Regions from separate parts of the Mus musculus genome. Here region 1 is linked to region 2. The links are chromatin contacts, called in public HiChIP or PLAC-seq maps. All regions are on one chromosome and are shown on one strand. Each heading gives the region's core, a stretch centred on a gene start, on an enhancer-like site or on the middle of the called end of the contact. The rest is flanking DNA. Distances are from core to core; before and after follow the strand shown. Region 1 has its middle 9.5 kb from the start of Gm38753. Region 2 overlaps Mm2pr (macrophage M2 polarization regulator).

What was found. HiChIP or PLAC-seq counts read pairs in DNA pulled down with a chosen protein or histone mark.
Region 1: an H3K27ac HiChIP or PLAC-seq map of double positive thymocytes shows a contact between it and region 2, with 5 times the contacts expected there. The contact joins two enhancer-like sites. A contact is called at or near these places in 3 of 39 promoter capture datasets (the 3T3-L1 cell line, liver and maxillary cranial neural crest), 2 of 484 Hi-C or Micro-C datasets (bone marrow-derived macrophages and nephron progenitors) and 2 of 115 datasets of contacts at active chromatin or transcription factors (double positive thymocytes and regulatory T cell precursor).

Annotation. Positions count from the first base shown.
Region 1 is chr5:149,355,079-149,361,009 of GRCm38.p6, reverse strand. No RefSeq gene overlaps it. Among named protein-coding and RNA genes, the nearest start is that of Gm38753, 9.5 kb to the left of the region's middle. Within about 2 kb of position 2,184, at least 3 of the 459 cell types and tissues checked have an H3K27ac peak or open chromatin away from gene starts, as enhancers often do. A contact at or near this core is called in double positive thymocytes, where this site is marked.
Region 2 is chr5:149,134,005-149,139,894 of GRCm38.p6, reverse strand. The region is part of intron 1 of Mm2pr (macrophage M2 polarization regulator); the gene reads left to right. Among named protein-coding and RNA genes, the nearest start is that of Gm42788, 7.3 kb to the left of the region's middle. Within about 2 kb of position 3,959, at least 22 of the 459 cell types and tissues checked have an H3K27ac peak or open chromatin away from gene starts, as enhancers often do. A contact at or near this core is called in double positive thymocytes, where this site is marked.

The DNA.
Region 1 (5,931 bases), core at 935-3,434, 220 kb before region 2:
TTATCGAAGAAGGCCTTCGTCTAAAAGAGCTGTAACACTAAAGTCATCAGAGAAAGCCTCCCTGGGCCCCACACCCCCGTGCCCCCGCGCCCCCATGCCCCCGAATCCCATGCTCCCATGCCCCCTCCGGCACTCACTCCCAGCTGCTTCAGGATCCTGTAGACCTCACCCATTACAGACTCCACTTCATCCCTCCAGCCCAGTGTGCAGTGGCATCAGGACACTCCAAAAGGAGTCACAGTGAACCCTATTGGAAGTGTCCAATGAGGGCAACAACCTTGATTCCTTCCTGAGATGCATACCTTATCTCAGCTGCCAGAATCATCCCTTGTCCCTATGGAGGGAAGAGAAGCCACAGGAGGGATAGAGATCCGAGGGAAAATGCATGGTGTCCCTGTCACAATCATTTCTCCTTCAACAGGTGTGCACTGCCCAATGGGCTTGATGCAGAGGCCAAGGAGGCAGAGGGTACCTAACACAGAGCCTGTCTTGGCCCAGAGGACTTATGCCTCACTCTTTCTCCATGTATGTGCTGAAAAGCTCCCCAAAGCCCCTTTCCCTGGGCATGTTAGCTCCATGGCTGGAAGAAGCCACCCTAGGTCCAATTTGGGACCTTGGAATAGTGTTTTGTGAGGTGGATTTACAATAACTCTACTGCCTATTAATGCTTGTGGTCACTTACAGTTCAGGACTATCCTTCAAGCTGGACTGCTACCAGCTTCATCAGATCAGCCGTGCTTTCTTGCCAAAGAGCATCACAACTGAGCTTGTTGGCTGTTGCTATTCCTTTGTAGAAGGAGGGTGTGAAGGGTGTGATGGTTTGAATAAGATGGCTCTCATAGGATCATATATTTGAATGCTTTAGTCAGCAGAGAGTGGCGCTATTTGAAAGGATTAGAAGGATTAGGAGGTGGGATGGTTTATATCTGCTTGGGCCAGGGAGTGGCACTGTTATGAGGTGTGGCCTTGTTGGAGTAGGTGTGGCTTTGTTGGAGTGGGTGTGGTCTTGTTGGAGTGGGTGTGCCACTATGGGCGTGGGCTTATGACCCTCATCTTAGCCACCTGGAAGCCAGTCTTCTACTAGTTGTCTTCAGATGAAGATGCAGAACTCTCAACTCCTTCTGTGCCATGCCTGCCTGGATACTGCCATGTTCCCGCCTTGATAATAATGGACTGAACCTCTGAACCTGTAAGCCAGCCCCAATTAAATGTTGTCCTTATAAGAGTTGCTTGGGTCATGGTGTCTGTTCATTGCAGTAAAACCCTAACTAAGACCATAGGCATGGCCGTTTTAGAAGTGTGACACTGGGGATGAGCTTTGAAGTTTCAAAAGCTCATGGCAGACTGACCACCACCCCCATCTGTGTGTGTGTGTGTGTGTGTGTGTGTGTGTGTGTGGTGTGTGTTTGTGTGTGTGTGTGTGTGTGTGTGTGTGTGTGTGGTGTGTGTATATGTGTGTGTGTGTGTGTGTGGTGTGTGTGTGTGTGTGTGTGGTGTGTGTGTGTGTGTGTGTGTGGTGTGTGTGTGTGTGTGTGTGTGTGTGGTGTGTGTGTGTGTGTGTGTGGTGTGTGTGTGTGTGTGTGTGTGGTGTGTGTGTGTGTGTGTGTGTGGTGTGTGTGTGTGTGTGTGTGTGTGGTGTGTGTGTGTATGTGTGTGTGTGTGGTGTGTGTGTGTGTGTGTGTGGTGTGTGTGTGTGTGTGTGTGTGTGTGGTGTGTGTGTGTGTGTGGTGTGTGTGTGTGTGTGTGGTGTGTGTGTGTGTGTGTGTGGTGTGTGTGTGTGTGTGTGTGTGTGGTGTGTGTGTGTGTGTGTGTGTGTGTTTGGTGTGTGTGTGTGTGTGTTTGGTGTGTGTGTGTGTGTGTGTGTGTGTGTGTGTGTGTGGTGTGTGTGTGTGTGTGTGTGTGTGTGTGTGTGTGTGTGTGTGTGTTCGGGTCAGGATATAGCTCTCAGCTCCTTCTCCAGCACCATGCCTGCCTGCCATGCTTACCACCACATTTCCTGCTGTAACGACAACGGACTAAGCCTCTGAAGCTACAGGCAAGACCCCAATTAAATTATTGCATTTCTAAGAGTTGCCCTGGATGTGGTGTGTCCTCACAGCGATAGAACAGTGACTAGGATGGAGGGGAAGGGAAGGTCACGTATCCAGTCACCTCCTCTCCTCCCACCAGCTGTATGCAATTCTGCTCTTATTGAAAGCGGGTTCTTGAGGAGGAGGAGCTAGAGTATAATGTGGGGAGAGGCTCGAGGAGCCGGGCTCTGCCTTTGTGGCCATGGGAGACCTTCCAGTGCGGCTGCCTTAAGACCACCAGTGTTCTTGCTCATAACCCCTCTCTCAGTGCACTCCAACCAAGCCTGATGAACTCCCTGGCTCCCCAGAGGGAACTCTAGAATAATCACACCTCCACTTGTCATACGGACCTTAGAAGGTGTGCACATGTTGCTTCTGTCTCCATCAAGGAAGGGATTATAGCGATGAAGATTGTACAGCCATGTAAAAGATGGGGCACATAGGTTGAAACTCAGAGCTCAGGCCCCCTTCCCTGGATCCTCTCAGCAGGCCTGTGGTTCTCGTGGCCACCTTGTGCAAACACTGGCAGCTGGGGAACACACACAGGAATGTAAGTACCAAGAATGGTGGGAGCTGTCAGATCCACTAGGGCCCATTCTAAGGGGTCTAAATGCACAGGGCACATTCAAAGGCCTCTAGAAGAAGATCTGAGACCCCATAAAACACCAAGAGACTCTCATTACTCATCCCCTCCCCCCTTTTCCCTACTCCCTCTTGCTCTGGCTCCACATGCTCTGGGCCACTGCTCGCTCTGGTTCATAGGTTATCATCATCATCATCATTATTATTATTATTATTACTATTATTATTAGACACCATGTGGTTGCTTGGATTTGAACTCATGACCTTCAGAAGAGCAGTCAGTGCTCTTAACCACTGAGCCATCTCACCAGCCCTCATTACTCATTATTACTTAACTCCAGTAATAATAATAGCTTATGCTGGAATAGAGCTTGTTGAAAGAAAGGAGAAAACTGAACTGAAGATTTTTGGGCCTATTTCAGAATAAAGGAACTCACCCTTGTAATCTGAGCAGGGGACCTATCATCTACTCCTGGCAGGTGCATCACTCTATAAAACCGGGTCTGTTTCTGCCTTCCTCACAATAACCCAGGACCAGTGTGGCTGCAGAGAAATGGGTGGAAAGTGAAGCCAGCGCCCACCATGGAAGAAGAGTGGAGACAACATGGCAGTAGAATGCACATCCCTGCCTGAGAGTGTGAGCTAAACACCTCGCAGAGCCACCAGCCCAGATCTACCATCAGAATCACTGAGGGCTTTGTTTGGGAGCGGGAGGGGTCCTCCAAATAGATGGGGTCAGCAGCAGGTTCTGCATCCAGGTGTTGGGTCAAGAGGGTTCTGTGTGTGTGCATGTGCGTGTGCGTGTGTGTGTTGAGGCTAGAGAACAACCCTAGGTGTCATCTTCAGAAATGCTGTCCACCTCTTTTTGGGTGTGGTTTCTTTCTGGCCTGGAGCCTATCAATTAGGCTAACCCATCTGGCTAACAAGTCCCATGATTCTCCTCCTCTCCCTCCCCAGCTCTGGGATTACAAGCATGCACCACCACAGCCGATCTTCTAACACTGTTTCTGGACATCTCAAGTCCTCCTGATTACAAGCAAAGCATTTCACTAATTAAGCAATCTTCCCAGCCCAGAAAACGGAGGATGGAGAGATAACTTATTGATTTAAAGCACTTGCTACTCTGGAAGAGGATCCATCCCAGCACCCACCCCAAGTGGAGGCTCACAACCATCCTGTAACTTCAGTTCCAGGGGACCTAGTGCCCTCTTCTGTTCTTCCAAAGTACTGCATGCATATAATACATATAAATACATGTAGGTAAAACATCCACACACAGATTGATAGATAGATAGATAGATAGATAGATAGATAGATAGATGGATGGATGGATGGATGGATGGATGGATGGATGGATGGATGGTTAGGCAGGCAGGCAGACAGACAGACAGACAGACAGACAGCACTGGGCCTCCCACAGCCTGCAATACAAAAGCTTGCAGCACACCCTCCCAAAGAGGTACCAGCTGAATCTCTCACAGTCTTCTGAGAAGTGACAGGTTGCAACCTCTCTTCCCCCAACAGAAAGTGACCTTTTCACTTGAGCTATTGGACATGATAGAGCAAAATGGAAGACACAAGACTGATAGCATTTACAGAAAGCAGGAAAGGGGGACAGAGAGAATATTCCATACTTCCTTTTCTCTGAGTACCTTCAAAACCTTCAGCCACATCAAAAGCAATGTTCTCATTGAGCTAATACCAGTGTTATCAGAGGGACCTGTGGGTTGGGTGGAACATCCCACTAGACAGAAGACCTGGTAAGGTTAAAGCAGGCTCAAAACCCCCAGAAATTGTCACAATTGAGAACTGTAGGTGTTAGAACCAGCTTGAGGCCAGGGTCTACCTGTTCTGGAATACATAACCATGAGACCTCATTGAGAGAGTCGTAAAAACTGGTCATATAGAATAAAAACCCAGAGTTCTCCATGCTAATGAGGCATCTAGATAGGCCCGCAGTGTTTAGCCAATGAGCTTCCCTCCCTGGACATCCCTTCCTGCAAGAGGTATTTAATCCCTGAGTCACCCTGAGTAAGACCTGTGCGTTCACATCTGCCATGACAATAAAGCAGTTTGGACAAGCAAGGACTGTCTCCTTCATCATCGAGGATTGTGGGAGCAGGGGAGGAGGAGCCTTTGTTGTAAAGGTCCATGCCTAAATCTAGAGAAGGCCTCTCGCCCAGCCCCTCCATACTTTCAGCACTCACTCAGAGTTAGGCTGGATACCGCTATTCCCTCCCTGCCTGGCCTGTAGGGGGAAGCACAGACCTGAGGACCCCAGTTACCAACTCCTGGCAGTCCCCAGTGGTGGGAGGTTGAGAACCACAGCATCAGACCCAGCCCCTACTCTTTCTCAGCCAGGGAAACATGGCCTGAGACCCCCTATCTCAGACTGCATTCTGCCTTCCCTGGGCGACATGTTGGAGGTGCTCCGGCATCCCAATGGCAAGGCAGACAGGGGACCTGGTGACAAAGGCTACACAGGATACAGGTATGACCTCAAGAAGCCCAGAATCTAATAGGACAGATATAATAAGACATAATCAGGCAATAGCGGCCAGGATGTGATAGTCAAATGGCTAAAATAGTTCATAGGAAAGAGGCTTGTAGAGAAACAGAACACCCGTGGTATTTGAACTTCAGATGATTGTGGCATAATGGTCTAGTGTATAGATGTCACACATATTTCTTGGAATTTAGTGCCACAACAACTGGCTCCAGGACCCCTGTCCCTACCCCCCAAAGGTTCCAGCCCCCTCCACCGGGGTTCCTAATTCATGAACACTTGAGCCAGGCTACACAAGGCATGTGACCTACATACACCTCCCGGGAGACTTGGAGGTCTCTGTAACAAACTGTGAGGCCTCGTGCTATGTAAAGTATGTAAACAGTTGTGCTCTTTGTGAAATGATGATAGGGAATTTTTAAAAAAAAGTAATCTGTGTTCCATGAAGACACAACTGGAGGACATTTTCTATCTTGTAGTCTACTGGCTCCTAGCACGCTGAACCCACGGATATCGTGGGCAATTATATTTATACCCAAAAAATTATAGATTGTTCATACTCTGTTTATATGAGACTCAAATTAAACCAGATGTCCCGGGGTTTCACAGGCTAAGCCTGTTTACGTTATTTATGGAGGATTCGTGGTACAAATAATATTTCATCTAGAAATAGCTAAATAAGGCACAGGCAGGGGAGCTATGCTTCCAAGAATCCAGGATACTCCCTTGACCGGCCTCAGACACCTCTCTCTCTCCAGTATAAGGAAAACCTTC
Region 2 (5,890 bases), core at 2,710-5,209:
GGGCTACTCCAAGAAACCCTGTTTCAAAAAAAAAAAAAAGAGGGGGAAGAAAAAAGAAAAAGGAAAACGAAGTCTCCACTTGGGTATCTTTCGGGCAGTAGTACACAGTGAAAGGAAACATTCAAACGCTATGCACTATGGGTTCGTGCGTTTTTTGACGTACACGAGGGATCTGCCTGGGAACACACTCCCCTAAGCTATGTCTGCTTCTCAGACATACCTTATCCCATTTAAGCCTTAAGCCACCCCAGGAGCCCAGGTAGGGGACAGCAGGAAAGTAGGCTACACATGTGGCCTACTTGTAAATATCCACTTGTGTATGTCAACCATGCAATCAGAAATGCTTTATTTCTGAGATTTTATTTTTATTTTTTATGTATGAGTGTTCGTCTGCTCCTGGTGTGTATATACTCATGGTGTGTATATACTCATGGTATGTATATAGTGCCCTGGGAAGCCAGAAGCGGCCATAAGACTCACTGAAACTGGAGTTACAGACAGTTGTGAAATGTCATGTAGGTGCTGAGGATTGAACCCAGGCCATCTGGAAGAGCAGCCAGTGCTCTTAAATGCTGAGCCATCTCCCCTAGCAATTACATCTAAAGAGACCAGGTCTTAGTTAGGCTTCCATTGCTGTGAACAGACACCATGACCAAGGCAACTCTTATAAGGGACAACATTTAATTGGGGCTGGCTTACAGGCTCAGAGGTTCAGTCCGTTATCATTATAGCAGGAAACATGGCAGCCTCCAGGCAGGCACGGTACTGGAGAGGAGCTGAGAGTTCTATATCTTCATCCAAAGGAAGCCAGGAACAGACTGTCTTCAGGCAGCTCGGAGGAGAGTCTCAGAGCCCACTCTCGCAGTGGCACACTTCCTCCAATAAGGCCAAAACCTTCTCCAACAAGGCTACCTACTCATAGAAGGCCACTCCCTGGACCAAGCATACTCAAACCACCACAGTGAGTTATTGGCCTAATAAGAATCACATGTGAACGGAAGCTCAGTTCTGTGATTGCTAAGTAAAACCTAGACAACCTTCCAGACCTAGACACTCCCATCTCTTAAATAAGGTGGTCAATGTGAAGATGACTGACAGCCATGCCATGGGGTACCACAGCACCTAGCAGGACTGGAACTGTGTTCTTAATAGCCATCATCCCTAGACTGGATTTGTTTGGAGGCCATGGTACTTAGTGCTTTAGTTACCCAAAGTGCTGCCTACAATTTAATTCATTGTGCAGTAGGGTTGCTACAGCCAGTCTTACTGAATGGTCTGTATTGAGTTTAGAGTTACAGACTCTTAGGCACTCAGTTTCCACCATGCAAGGCAGCGTAGAACATAGTGTTATACCCTTGGGTCCATTTCATAAGGTGCAACCATGACTATGAGAAGGGTCCGAGCACGGCCTCAAAGACTGCAGAGGATCGCCGATAAAGTTCTTATAAATATGACTTTGGGAGTGCTGTCACTAGTGACCGTGACAGTGAAGTCTCAGGGAAACCTCTTACAACACAAGGGTTGGCTCATTGCTGTCAAAACCTGCTGAGAGCCACGGCCGCTGATTGTCTCTCCAGGCACCAGGCAGAGAACAGCATGCAGCAGCATTGATCAGTTCTCCACTATTAAAAAGCCAGCTGGAGAGATGGCTCAGTGGTTAAGAGCACTGACTGCTCTTCTGAAGGTCCTGAGTTCAAATCCCAGCAACCACATGGTGGCTTACAACCATCCATAATGAGATCTGACGCCCTCTTCTGGTGTAACTGATGCTATAGTGTACTTACATATAATAATAAATAAGTCTTTAAAATTATATTAAAAACAACCGAACTTAGTTTCCACAGCTAAAATATTTTGGCCACAATACATCTGTTACTAAAATAAACTTTTGTTTTGTCTTCTTTTGTTGAGATCCTATCTCCCTGTCCGTGGTTTGGGCTGGTCTACAGCTCACTGTGGTACCCCAGGCTGGCTTCAAACTGACAGCCATCCTTCAGCCTCATCCTTCCGAATGCTGGGATTACAGTTATGAGCCACCCTATCCGGCTTTGAAATAAATTCTTTATTGAGAAACTAGATAGGTTTGTAGTTACTCATTTAATTTTTACTACCTTGTAAATTAAAGGGCATTGTTAAAAGTAGGAAAGCAGCTAATAAAACGTAACCAAGTTGTTAATAACACACTGGACACACAAAACCCGTGGGCATATCTGAGCAGTGAGACTTCTTAATCTGCAGTTGGTCAGCCTCACGCTGTTGGAACACTGCCAATGGCAACAGGAAAAAGAAGATTCTGAGTTACTTTGCTTAGAACCTAAATACAGAATTATAGAAAAAAATAATAATTCTGTTAGTGTAACAGAAGAAAATGTTTCATTTATTACTAGCCAGGAAGTATCAGTGTTAGCCAGAGAGACCCTTCCAGAAATTAAATTTGTGGGGATTTTTCTGTAAGTAGAAAACTTCTAGATACCTCTAAGCACAAGGACCGGGCCATGGAGCAGACCTTTTAATCTCACACTTAACTGTCCTTGGAATGCTGGGCTGGTAGACTCCTTGCTGATGCAGGTGCTGGCTGGTGATGCCTTTTTATCTCCCAAACTGCACAGTCAGCATCCCGGGGCCCACTCCTATGTGGCCTTGTCATTATCACATGACCCAGCCCATCTCTGCTTTGCAGAGCCAATTCCTTGTGATTGGCTAGCCTTGTGCCTTTCTGGAAACTCGTGGGCTTGGCGCTAACCCAAGAGACCAAATGCTTCCTCCCTGGTACAGTGGTCACAGGCCAAGCTCTGCTCCTGCATGCTAGCAGTCAGCCCAGGACACTGTATCAACTTCAGTTTTATTCACTTATTTATTTGCCGCTGCTAGTGACCACATGTTAGGCATGCCCTGTGGCCCCACCTGCATCTTTACATGTGGGGGCTCTGTCATCACCTCTCCAAAGATGTGTCTCTAAGATTCCCAAGTCCTTTCACAGGTGTGCTTTGTTTTTCTCGCTCACTTTCCAGAAGTAGGTCATTTATACCTCTGTTAACTGACACTGCTCTTGGGAGGTGTTTATGACTACAAACACCTGCAGAAGAATTACTCTGATTCAGAAGTTTGTGTGCGAGTCAATATCAACTCCATTTTAAGGTAGATGATATGTAGATTTGTTTCTATGAATAAAGTATCAATCCCAGCACTTGGGAGGCTGAGACAGGAGGGTCATACATGAGACCCTGGTTACAAGAAGAAAATGAAACACTGAAAAAAATTGAAAGTGTAAAAGAAAAATTAAAATGAGCTGGGCACTGGTGGCTTAGACCTTGAATCCCAGCACTTGGGAGGCAGAGGAAAGAAGGTTTCTTGTCAGTTCGAGACCAGCCTGGTCTACACAGTGAGTTCTAGGACAGCCAAAACGACATAGTGAGACCATGTCTCAAAATGAAGCAAGACAAAAGAATATAAAGTATAAACTCATGGAGGTAATTACACTGACAGGCACATACACCCAGAGACCCCCCCCCACTTCTTATTTATTTATTTATTCATTTATTTATTTATTTATTTAATGTATGTGAGTACACTATTGCTCTCTTCTGAAACACCAGAAGAGGGCATTGGATCCCATTACAGATGGTTGTGAGACACCATATGGTTGCTGGGAATTGAACTCAGGACCTCTGGAAGAACAGTCAGTGCTCTTAACCACTGAGCTATCTCTCCAGCACCCCCTACTTCACCTTCTAATCATAACCCCCATACTCACCATGATGCTGGGAGCTATCTGCAGAGTAGCGGGGAGGGCTCCCTCTAGCTAGATACTGACAGTCTCGGGAACTCAGTATGAATTAGTTCCCAATGGGTCCCAAGCGTTTCCCTGTACTGCTGAGAACCTGCCACCAGTCACCAGCCTTGGCTGCTGTTCATCCTTGATGACAAACACTGGCTCTCTGCCTCCCGTTTCTAGAGCAACATGTTTACCTCTATGCACTGAGGCCACCTCTGCCCTACAAGCCCTTGCTGGGCTGACCTAGGTCCCTACTCCACATGTCCGTTGCTCCTCGGGCTTCAGTACTGTTGCCGCTCCTCCTCCTCTGTCCTGTGGCTCATTTTGTTACTTCCTTCACAGGGGGAAGAAAGGAATTGAGGCCAGCTCTTTCCCCAGGCCTCTTTACACGTAGAAATTTGCCTCCTCTACAGGCTCCTTTCTTCCCTGTTGTCTCTCAGGGGAAGATATTTACCTCACACAGCCTTTCGCAACTCTCCAGAAACATAGTTTCACCCACTGCCACACTTCCATTCTCTGATGGGTTAATGTCTTGCCCCGCATTTCCTTCTGGCCAATCAGCCTGACTCTCCTGATGAGTGCCTGCCATTTACTGTATTGCTTCTCTTAGAAATGATGTTCCTTCCTAAGTGAGAAGGATATATGCAAACTCCATTTTGCTGTTATTGTAATTTTTCCTTTGTAAACCACGCCATGTCCCTGCTTCCTAATTAGTGCCTGCTTGAAGGTTTCACCCCCTGCAGATCCACTGTGCTCCCCCCGCAAGAGAGGGCTCTTGCTAATGTTTCCCATTTCCCAACACAAAAAAGATAACGTTTTATCATTTTCTTACTTTGCGTCTCTGCAATGTGAGACCGTGGTATCGGCCAAGGCATACACCTCTTCTGATCTCCAAAAACCCTCTTCCTTCCTCCACCTCCCTCTACCTCAATCTAGTGTTTTCCTGGAAAGCCTGGTTGGAGGTCCCTCTTTCCTCTCCTTATTCAAGAAATGCTTGCTAATGTAGACCTTGGGGCTGCAGAGGGATGTATGGAATTCCCACTGTGCCCTGCCAAAGCTCACAGGACACAAGGAAAGAGAAACAGATCCAGGAAGAAAACATAACACACAATTGCTGTCTCTGACGAGTGCTGTGAGAGCCCAGGGGAGGTGCTTCTAGCCTTGCTGTCTGGGAACACCTGACATGCAGTGCGGGCACAGGCACGTGTGTCACTGCACACTGCCTTTCTGACTCTTTCCAATGAGAGATTTTAGTGAATGAATGCCTATCTGTCTTACTCACACTCTTAACTATTTAATAATCGTCACTCACAAGCCCTTCTACAATCTGCCCCTTCCAACTGGAGATATTTTTAGCCTTTTAATAATACACGGTCTCCTTAGCTTCCAATTAGTATCTGAGTAGAGACTTGAGCTTAGTACATATTCGCAATCGCTGAGTTTGCTTATCAAACCAGAGCAGGAGCAGATGGAACCCTACAGAATCCCAGGTACCCATCTATTTGAGTCTGAATTTCACCCACTTTCCCCCATGTAGCTATCTAAATTTAGATGTCATACATTTGTGTAGGCAACCTACAAACGACGCTTGCATGAACACATTCCTTCTCGATAAGCCATATTGGTGCTCTTTGGATTCACTACATGGTTGGATTCCCATTTCCATCATTTCAGTTCTCATGGGTTATTTAAAGTCCTTCCTCAGAGAAGCAAAGCTGGTAATCCAGCACGGCGAGTCTGGGGCTCCGACGGGGCTCCGCAGTTAACAGCCCATCGTTCTGTGTGGCCATCATGGAGAGGCATCGTCTTGTGGAGGCAGTTCTCAGGTGGTGAGCCTCCGTGGCCATCCTCAAGGCACTCAAAGCTCAACAAGCCTTGTCAGGGAAGATCTGAGGCTGCAATTTTCTACAGTGTTCAATCTAACTCCACCCTTAGGCAAAGGATAGTCGCCGTTAATTGGTGACATTTTCCATTCTCAATGCTGGATTGATGCATCGAGCATCTCACGAGTAGTAGCCAGCTAGGGGTATTGCTGAACATCAACTAAGGTGTGGGACAACCTCCTCTCACTCCAAAGTATCACCACCGAGGTGGGGGAAGTGCTGATCTTAGAGA